Linked DNA regions of Acanthopagrus latus: regions 1 and 2 are each linked to region 3. A link is a contact called in public Hi-C data. All regions are on one chromosome and are shown on one strand. The core of a region is the stretch at or near the end of the contact, and the rest is flanking DNA. Distances in the headings are between cores, read along the strand shown. Region 1 holds the start of hnrnpub (heterogeneous nuclear ribonucleoprotein Ub). Region 2 holds the start of cdc42bpab (serine/threonine-protein kinase MRCK alpha). Region 3 holds the start of fam49a (protein FAM49A).

What was found. A called contact is a pair of places that touch in the nucleus more often than the background predicts.
Region 1: a contact with region 3 is called in a Hi-C map of muscle, with 3 times the contacts expected there. The contact joins the promoter of hnrnpub here to the promoter of fam49a in region 3. A contact is called at or near these places in 2 of 4 Hi-C or Micro-C datasets (liver and muscle).
Region 2: a contact with region 3 is called in a Hi-C map of muscle, with 3 times the contacts expected there. The contact joins the promoter of cdc42bpab here to the promoter of fam49a in region 3. A contact is called at or near these places in 2 of 4 Hi-C or Micro-C datasets (liver and muscle).

The regions. Positions count from the first base shown.
Region 1 is chr22:24,356,405-24,359,559 of fAcaLat1.1, reverse strand. It overlaps hnrnpub (heterogeneous nuclear ribonucleoprotein Ub), which reads left to right and starts at 1,347. Exons shown (of 14, transcript XM_037086038.1): 1 at 1,347-2,042. The coding sequence starts at 1,574.
Region 2 is chr22:24,335,298-24,338,463 of fAcaLat1.1, reverse strand. It overlaps cdc42bpab (serine/threonine-protein kinase MRCK alpha), which reads left to right and starts at 1,660. Exons shown (of 43, transcript XM_037085643.1): 1 at 1,660-3,027. The coding sequence starts at 2,850.
Region 3 is chr22:24,178,275-24,181,374 of fAcaLat1.1, reverse strand. fam49a (protein FAM49A) reads right to left here and starts at 1,251. Exons shown (of 12, transcript XM_037085661.1): 1 at 1,094-1,251.

The DNA.
Region 1 (3,155 bases), core at 98-2,597, 180 kb before region 3:
TCAGTCTGCTCACAGCAGAGGAGTCACACAAAGCTGCTGACATGAGCGTGCAAACATGCAGTCAGTGTTATAATGCTGTAAAAACATCACTGTAGGAAGAGTTTGAATTTAATATTATTATATCAGTGTTTACCAGGGACGTGCACATGATTATAGAGAGGCAGGGGCTCAAAGTCAGAGAAGGACAGTCATTGTTTTCAGGCCTCAATAACAATATGTAGATTAATTAATGCAAAATTAATAAACAAAGTACTTATAGAAAGCGAACTACGTAGCTGTATATCCTGTGTAGCTGTGAGCGATACGTGATTACCATTTATTTTGTGTCAACAAATTACTGTCATCATGAGTTTATTCACATTATCATGATACTGAGGTTTGGCAGACATGAAATTCAACTGCAGTTCTTAAAAAGCAATGAAACACTGGGTTATTAATAGGCTATTTATTGCAGGGCAAACGCCTAAAAATGTGACAAAACCAAGAAATGAGTACTGTGAGTGTCAGTAGGAACAGCAGTGTTATGTGTGGTGGAGTTCTCCACGAGGCAGCTTCTCTCTCAACACTGTGTAACAAGGAAATGATTTTGCATAACAGGAAATCATTTATTCATTAAAAAAGACACAAAAGGGGCATTTTTTAATATGAGGCAAAAAGAGCAGGGGCTCAAACACCCCTTGGGTCTTATGTTTGCACGTGCCTTATGTTTTGCACGTGTTTATAATCAATTTTGAACCATATTTATATGTATAAACGTGTCTATTCTATTTCTTACCTTTTTAATGATATTGTTGATTTTTAACCATTGTTATTGGGGTTATTTTGTAATGTTAGGGTTCTGTCCTTTGGCTGCTGCGGCAAACAAATTTCCCTATTTGTGGAACAATAAAGAAATACTGGCAGTTGTCCAAAGAATTGATATGATATCTTATCTTAACTTGTGATTTAACCCTTGTATATGTGTTTGTATATATGTTTGTATGTATGTTTATATGTTTGTTTGTCAATATATTTATATATTTTATATATTTCCAGATTGTCGACTTTATTATGTTATTTTATTGTCTACTTTAATATTTTATTTATATCTTTATCTTCATCTCTTGTTTCCATTCATGTTGCATTTCTGTTTCTACTTTCCACTGAGCACATGTAACAAAAACATGAATAAATTATTCTGGTTCTGGTTCTGACTCTGAAACAGCCCCTGGTGTCCTATAATAAACCTTTATTCTCACATTTATAATCAAAGACATTGATTATGCGGATAAATACGCGCTGAGCTCCATCCTGGCCCTCCTCTCCTGCACACGTCGCTCCGCTGTTATAAAGCCGGTGACAGATGGTCGGCGCTGCTGCGGTGCTCTCTGGGTAATTACGGCCGGTGACGTCAGCCTCCTCCCCCACACGGCCGCTCAGTGCAGCTCCTTCGCCGGTGAGAGATTGGTCGGACAGCGCGGCTGCCATTTGGCGCAGATTTCAGCTACCATCCGTTAAAACAAAAGTGCGTCCAGTTATTTATTTATCGTCCTGTTCTGTGAATCTTTCCTTACATTTTTTTGTTCCCGTCACGATGAGCTCAATTAACGTCAAGAAGCTGAAAGTGAACGAGCTGAAAGACGAGCTGAAGAAGCGGAATCTTTCGGATAAGGGGCTGAAGGCCGAGCTGATGGACCGCCTGCAGGCCGCCTTGGACGACGAGGCCCTGGTCTCTCCGCTGGACCAGCAAGCCGCGGGGAGCGAGCAGGCCGCCGACCAGGAGGGCATGGGCGAGGAAGAAGAGGGCGATGATGGCCCGATAGAAGAAAGCATGGAAGCCAACGAAGACGAGGAGGAAGAAGAAGAAGAGGAGGAGGAGGAAGAGGAGCCGGAAAATGGAGGCGACGGTGATGGCGTTGCCGAGGACGAGGAGATGGGTGAGGGGGAAGAGGACGCGGACGGGGAAGAGGACGACGAGATGGATCCCATGCTCAAGGGAGATGTGGACGACATGGAGAAAATCGAGGCGGAGGATGGTGAGCCCGGGGACCAGGCTACAGAGGGTGAGTCGGCTCCGTTTGCTCTGGAATAATGTGACTGGCTGGATGGTCTGTGGCTGGGTGTCGGTTTTTGCTATATAACGTTAGCGCTAATGCTACCGCGGGAGGGAGCCGGCTGGGAGAGACTCAATTTGAATGCGTAACCGCACAGCAGCGTCCATGTTGAGCTAGATACCGTGACCTCACTTGACTAGCGAGCGTTAGCCACAAACTGAAACAGTTAGCCGGGTAGCTAACTTAGCGCTAGCATCGGTCACCACCTTGGTTAGCTAATCATTTTTCCACCGATAGTCCAGTCCTTAAAGGTTAACGTTATCATTTCATTATCTAATGTTGTTAGATCTAGTCAACGTTAAGAAGTGATAACTACGCTCCTATTTAGGCGAAGTCCGGCGTTTCTATTTGCTTGGTTAGCGTGTTAGCTTGCCAGCTAACCTCATTTTCTTTGTCTGTGGTGCAGTGCTAACTAGCCGACCAACCGGTTAGCTAGTTCAGTGGTTCCCATATTGACGTTTAGCCACGACTGGGGGTGCAGGGCTAGCTGTTAGCTCGGTTAACTATGATACAACCTGCTTTAAAATGGTATAACGTGATAGTTACGTGTTTAAAAATGTTCAGAAGTTCAGACTAACGAAGATAATTGCAGCATTTATAGGGTGTTTCCTCCCGCTCCTGTCATGTTCGCGTTAATTACTCTTACTGGCGTTTTCCAGAATTACACGTTCATTTTGAATTTCTTAGGTAACGACTGTGTGCAAGTCCAAATGAAATTTGAATTCGTTAGGATGCTGGGAACTCCTGAACTAGCTAACCTCCAAAAGTCGTGCTGAAGCTGGGTGAGAGACTGAACTGAGCTGGTCTAACACGTGGGTAGTTTTGTGGTTTTTGAATAGAAAGTTTCGTCTTGTTGGAATGAATATGGGAATAAATGGGATTACAAATAAATGAATAGCTGCCAAGGTGATGTGGGGTGAGGTATGGGGGAGGGGAGGGGGGTCAGCTGAGGTCTAAGTAGGTTCCCCATCTCCTTGCATGATACATTTGTCCCTGAATACAACAGATTTGTATCTAAACCCTATTAAATAGAATATTCTCAGCCCTTTATTGCAGGGTTAA
Region 2 (3,166 bases), core at 411-2,910, 160 kb before region 3:
ATCATCTCTGAGTGGTCTGACTATATAAACTGTGGTGTAGCTGTTTCTGATAAACATTCATGCCAACGCAGTATGCTTCAAATTACACTCGGTCACCATCAAAATCTGTTTTATTGGACACATCTTGCAGGCTGGGCTGTTCTCTGTGTGCTCATTTCATCACAGCTCGTTTTTGTGCCTTTTTTTTCTTCTCCCCGGCTCTGCAGCGAGACGTACATTTGAATATTTTCTCAAATATAGAAGCTTATTCTTTCATGTCGTGCGGCATGACAGGCTCAAAAACACAAGGCCTCTATGTCTGCCTCCCCCGCCTCCCTAAGACTCAGTTGCTACGAGGGCCGTTAATCATTAATAGATGTACTTTGAGCAGAGATAAGCGCCTCACTTCAAAAGGATGGGACGTTTCCCAGCAAGAATTAAAGCATTTAAAGTGTGACACTGTAAAATACCCGTCTTTGCTCTGTGCTTTCATGATTCATGTGATCACATGAAATGCATGACTATGATTGTTTTCTTACAGTTTGTTATTAGCCACTCCAACAGGTTTATTAGAACAGACAGAAGAGTGCAAATCAGCCTCCACCTGCAGATAGTCTGACTGACTGACACCTGTCTGTGTGATTCAACTTCTGTGTTCAAGTCTTATTCAGGGATCTGTGCATATAGCAAATATCTGACTCACTCTGACCTACAGGCCTGTTTGTCTTAGAGAGTTTACTCTCGGCATTACAAACTCCTCCAAACCTGTGAGAGCAGTCCGGGAGGTTGACGCAGGTGAACACACCTTGACGCTGACGGATGGAAAACGCAGTCAAGTAAATGTGAAATGTGAAAATATGTCATTATATATGAGTCAGAAGGCCTGTTGGGACCTCAGGTAGCTGTGATCACACATGCACAAGATACTCAGCTTGTAACTGAGGTGCCATAAACTCCAATAAAATAAAATGTCAGAATTGTGTAAATGTATGCATTTGGAACACTCACTCAAAGGTAAACTATCACACTGATGGTTGCCTCCACACAGGTTTATCTGCATGCACATATTGCTCTGCAGTCAATTAAAGAGACAGCAGCAGTCATTATTATTCCTGTCTGGAGGAGAAAACGTGTCCGCTCCGCACCACGTCACCAGCAGACTGACAGACAACCCGCAGTTTCCATTCACAATATTGACAGCCTCCCTCCACCCCCTCCACCCTCCAGCACCTCCATCCCCTCCCGCACCACAGCAGATGCTGTGCCGGGCGCCATGATGATGATCTGGGATTTTGCCTGCAGCAGCGAACAGAGTTGCTACAACGCCAGGGGAGATGGGCTGCTGGCTGTAGAGCAATGGGCGGATTCACGCTGCGGCGCAGCAAAGATGGCCGATTCGGAGGGATTCGGCGTTCTACGCATGCGTGAAAGCTGGGGGGAAAAAATATAAAATAAGTCGACGTTTAACGTTCAGCCTTACAGCTGAGACATTCTCAACCAGCTAGAAATATGTAGAGTTTTGTAACTAGATTCAAACTTTGTGTTTTTAGCGTGTTATGAGCAACCTCGCGAGCCAACTGACATTTTCCCCCCATCCCATTCATACTTCACGACCAGGCCCGACTTTTCCCACAATCCACCGCGGCGTTGCTGTTAGCGCTGTCTGCTCGGCGCTCTTTCCCTACGTGAGACTCTGGCGGCAGGCTTCGCTGGTAGCTTGACTGTGCAGAGACGGCAAGAAGCGACCGACCGGCGGGGGAGGCAGCAGGCGACGGGAAGGACAGAGGGAGTTTAGGCTGTGTCCCGTATTTGGAATAAGCGAGACTAGACTACAGCTTTTCCTCTTGACGTGAAACGAGCTCCTCAGTAACCTTCACAGAGAAAGGACCCGCATATTGTTTTTCTTTTTTTCTTTTTAACGGCTAACTTACTGGAACTCTTGAACTGTAACTAACCGTCGGTTTGAACAACTGTGAAGAAAAAGAGACGTTTTGGTTTCTGGACGAAGATTTGGGATTTAAAGAACATTTGTGCCAGCATTGAGTTGAGAAAACAAGGGAATATTTTTTTTTCTTCCCACAGTTGGATGGAAACATAGCAAACAAATAAAAATAAATAAAAAATCAGTTAAGCTCCGACAACACTGTGAGAGATTGTACGTCAACTCCTGGGAGAAAAGGAGCAACGATGGCAGTTAGGAACGGGGAAAAGTAACGTTAACGTTAGCTCGCTGGCTAGCTAAATAGCTAACCTAGCAGGCTGCTAACTAAGCCTGTGTCGCCCTTCCATTCCTGGAGCAGAGGAGGGGCGCTGGGGCTTTGTAGCATTGCAGATCTGCCTTGCATTTTTGGGTTGCTGCAAGAATGGAGAGTCCCAAATATCCGCCACAACAACTCAGGGGGATCTGTTGAAACAGCATCGACTCCATCTTTTTTTGTATACATTTCCCCGAGCGGAGAAGACCAGAAAACTGCAAGCTAACGCTGGGATTTCATCAAAAAAAAATCCACCGGCCCGGAGCAGCCAGGGTCTGTAATTGTGACTACTTCTTTTCGTATATGCCCTGTGGGGATAGGTATTATAAAATGGGGAAGTGCTACATGTCTTATCCACCTCTTAGATACTGGATCTCGAGAGGGAGATCATGAATAGGCCGATTTTAACGAGGCATTAGCCGCCGGCCTTCCCCTCAACTCAAAGTTTTTATTATCATTTTTGAGACGTATTCAAGGTGAGAGAACTTATTTTTTTACAGGCCCCTCTGTGCTAACTAAACAGGCCGAGGAGGTGTCTGCCCTCTTCCCCACCACCACCACCACCTCCTTCATCACCACCATCATTAGTTCAAAAACCAACAAGCCGGAATAATCATGTCGGGAGAGGTGCGTTTGAAGAAGCTGGAGAAGCTGATCCTGGACGGGCCAGCTCAGTCTAATGGCCAGTGCCTGAGTGTGGAGACGCTGCTGGATATCCTGGTGTGTCTCTACGATGAGTGCAACAACTCCCCGCTCAGGAGAGAGAAGAACATCACCGAGTTTCTGGACTGGGGTAAGCAATATTGTCTTTATATCTGTTGTTTGGCTTGTGCATTCAGCCTCCCTTTTCTTTTTTGTTTTTGGTGGTAAGATGATAGGCTTATAATGTTGGTGGTGCAGTGGCCCTCCCTTCCCCATCACATTCCTTTTAT
Region 3 (3,100 bases), core at 2-2,501:
TCCCAAATCAACCAGTCATTCCATATCTGATTATACACGACAAAACACCAACATTACTTCCCGGTCGACTCAAAACATTCTGAATCTTCGCAAAAAATGAATGCTTTGGACTTTTGGACCAGTTCTTGGAAAGACTTTAGTCGTGATCAACTTTTCTGAATTTGCAGGGTACCACCACCTCCACCTCATCACTGCAGTGACTCATAACAACAGACTGAATGAATGTGCTGCTGTTGTTGAGCTGTAATGTAAGCATGTACTCCAGTAACAACCCCATGGGGCAAAAACGAGAGACACTCATTGGCAACTCGCGTCAAGAGAAGAGAAAGAAACAGCTGCTGCTGCGGCTGTCTGGCATTTACAACATGCAACTGAACCGGGGCTGATGTGGATCTGTCGACCAGTTAGACAGGCTGAGAAATCCCCACATCAGAAGACTGGAGAGGAAACAAATCATATTCAGTTTCAAAACCACCTGCCAGTCTGAGAGCAGTCCACTGATGTCAGCCTCCCTGTGTAGGATGCAGTGATTGCGGTTTCAAAAAAAAAAAGTTGTTAAACTGTTATAACTTTGAAGCAAACCAGAGCTCCAGAGGATTTCATACCGCTCACTCACTCAAGCGAGTAAGAACTGGGGGGGAAATGCAATCTTTCAGGAAAGTGACGAGGAGAAACTCTATGAAACGTGGCTCGAGTTCGGCTGCTACTCTCGCAAGCTAAGTTTGCTGGGCTAGTCGGTCCGCCTGCTAGCCGGTACCGCTGTCAGGCAAACACCCAAAGAAATTACTCCACTAATATAAAAGACAGTCCGAGAGACTAAATAAGACACAAGCGCTTTACACATGAAGCACCTCGTCACTTTTACACCTCGTCCGTCGCCAACACGTAACTAACTCCAGCGCTCAAAAAGCGGCTAACGTTAGCTAGCAGGTTAGCGCTTCCTCCCCGGCATCTCTTCCCATGTGAACTCAACTGACAGACTCCGATTTGACGGGGACACACAATCTGGCACAACACCAGGCGGAGTGAAAATACAACTTTGGCGCCCACCGCACGCGCAGCAAAAAAGTTAGCTGAAAACATGAAAACTCACCTGTGTGTTTCTCGGGCCGGTACTTTTTTTTGTTTTTTCTTGGTTCGAGTTGTTCAGAACCGAAGAAGTCTTGTTGCTACTCGACAGTACTTTCACCGACCCTGGCAGCTCCGCCTGTCCCCAGCAGCAACCGACAACAACACACACCCCTCCTTCTGCCACCGGACAAACTGAAGAAGTACAAGAAGAAGAAGAGGAAAAAAGCGTATGTCAAGCCCCGCCCACTCGCGTCTGTAATTGGTCAATATTAGGGACAGTGCGAAATGGGCCAATTAAATCCTCTATTGTTGTTTTGTGTGTGCAGGCACATTATTTCCTCATGATGAGAGCTGCTGCATCGATCCAGAGCTCTGATTAGATGATTAATACAGACTTGTTTTTATGTCAAGTCATCCTTCTTTACATCCTTTAATACTTTTAATGCTCCAAGATGACTTATTTGTTTATAGTTCTTACCTTCACCTTCCTTTTTTGATTTTTTTTGCATTTTTACAATTTGTATTCTGCCTTCCTGTTTTAAACTTAGCTTAAACTATTTGCTTTGATTGTCAAAGTACTTCGTAAACACTGTTTTAAAGGTGCCATGTCAATAAAGTTTATTATCATTATTATTATTACTATTATTATTATTATTAGTAGTAGTAGTAGTAGTAGTAGTAGTAGTAGTATTGTACCTTTGATGTGGCTTGAGGTACACTAAAGTTGCTCTGAACATTTCTCCTCCATTTTTGTTTTACTATGATGACTCATTTCATTCTGATATTTTCTTTTTTACTGCTAATTATCTTGTGTGTTCTCTCCCAGGTCACCACAGTGGAGAAGAGGTTGTGTGGCTCGGGCACCACTTGGTAATGCTCAGTCGTCCTCCTGGATCCACACACTTTACATTTATTATCTCATTTATATCAGATATATATTTCAGTATTTTAGAGAGAAAATGTTTAATCAGTTATTCAAGGACATCAACAGGACATTAGTTGCAGCCAAAAATAAGTTTTCACTACTTTTAACAACTTTCAGAGCTTATCATAACCTGTTCACTTGAGCTGTTTGTGTTAACCAAACAAAACTGCTTTTCTCTTTGGCCTCATAACATTCAGAACCAGGTCAGGGGTTCGTAAACCGAACTGGAACTCACATCATAGTAAACTTCCTGCTTGTAACGGCTGGCCATGGCCCGGCACCAAGATTGATGGAGGAAGTCAAAGGCATGTTTGAACATCAGTGGCTCTGGAGAACGAGGGACTCGCATATTTGTCCCTGAGGGGCTTCATCGCATCGCAACGCAACAGAAACACACACAGAGCCTTTAAAAATGTCAAGGCCCTACAGTCAAAACAGCGCAGGGCCACATGTAGCTCCCTGATGCTATTCCTGTGTGCGTGTGTGTTGCCACACCAGGTTGCCACGACGCACTCTGAAGCCCTGAGTGTGTGTGTGTGTGTGTGTGTGTGTGTGTGTGAGTGAGTGTGTGTGTGGGAAAGACTTGGTGCTCATTGTTGTCAGCAGTGTGGTTGAAGGTATGTACAGGGTAAACACACCTCCATAGGACTATAAGGGCCAGTTAGGTTAGATGATAGGGGGGGTCAGGACACGCCCACGTCCTCCACCACCACAACCGCTGGTTGTCATGGAGATAAGTTTCCTTAGCTGCAACTTCACACACACACACACACACACACACACACGAATAAACACTCAGCATGTGTGTTTATTGCTCTGTACAGCTCCTGCACTACATGTTAACGTATCCACTGATGTGACACTGCTGTGTCATGTGAGTTGTGCAACTTTAACACATTTCTGGTGCCGGGATTGTTCAGTGACACTGAGCATGGATCACTACTGACATTCTCAACGAAGGAACCACAACCACAGAAAATACATACTTTACTTAAATACAGTGATTAAAAAAGCTGAATGAAATAAACTTCTTTGATGAAGCAAACATTTTCACTATCCAGTCTCTCCAGCAAGGTCAGATAACTGGTGGAAAAAGAATCCTAA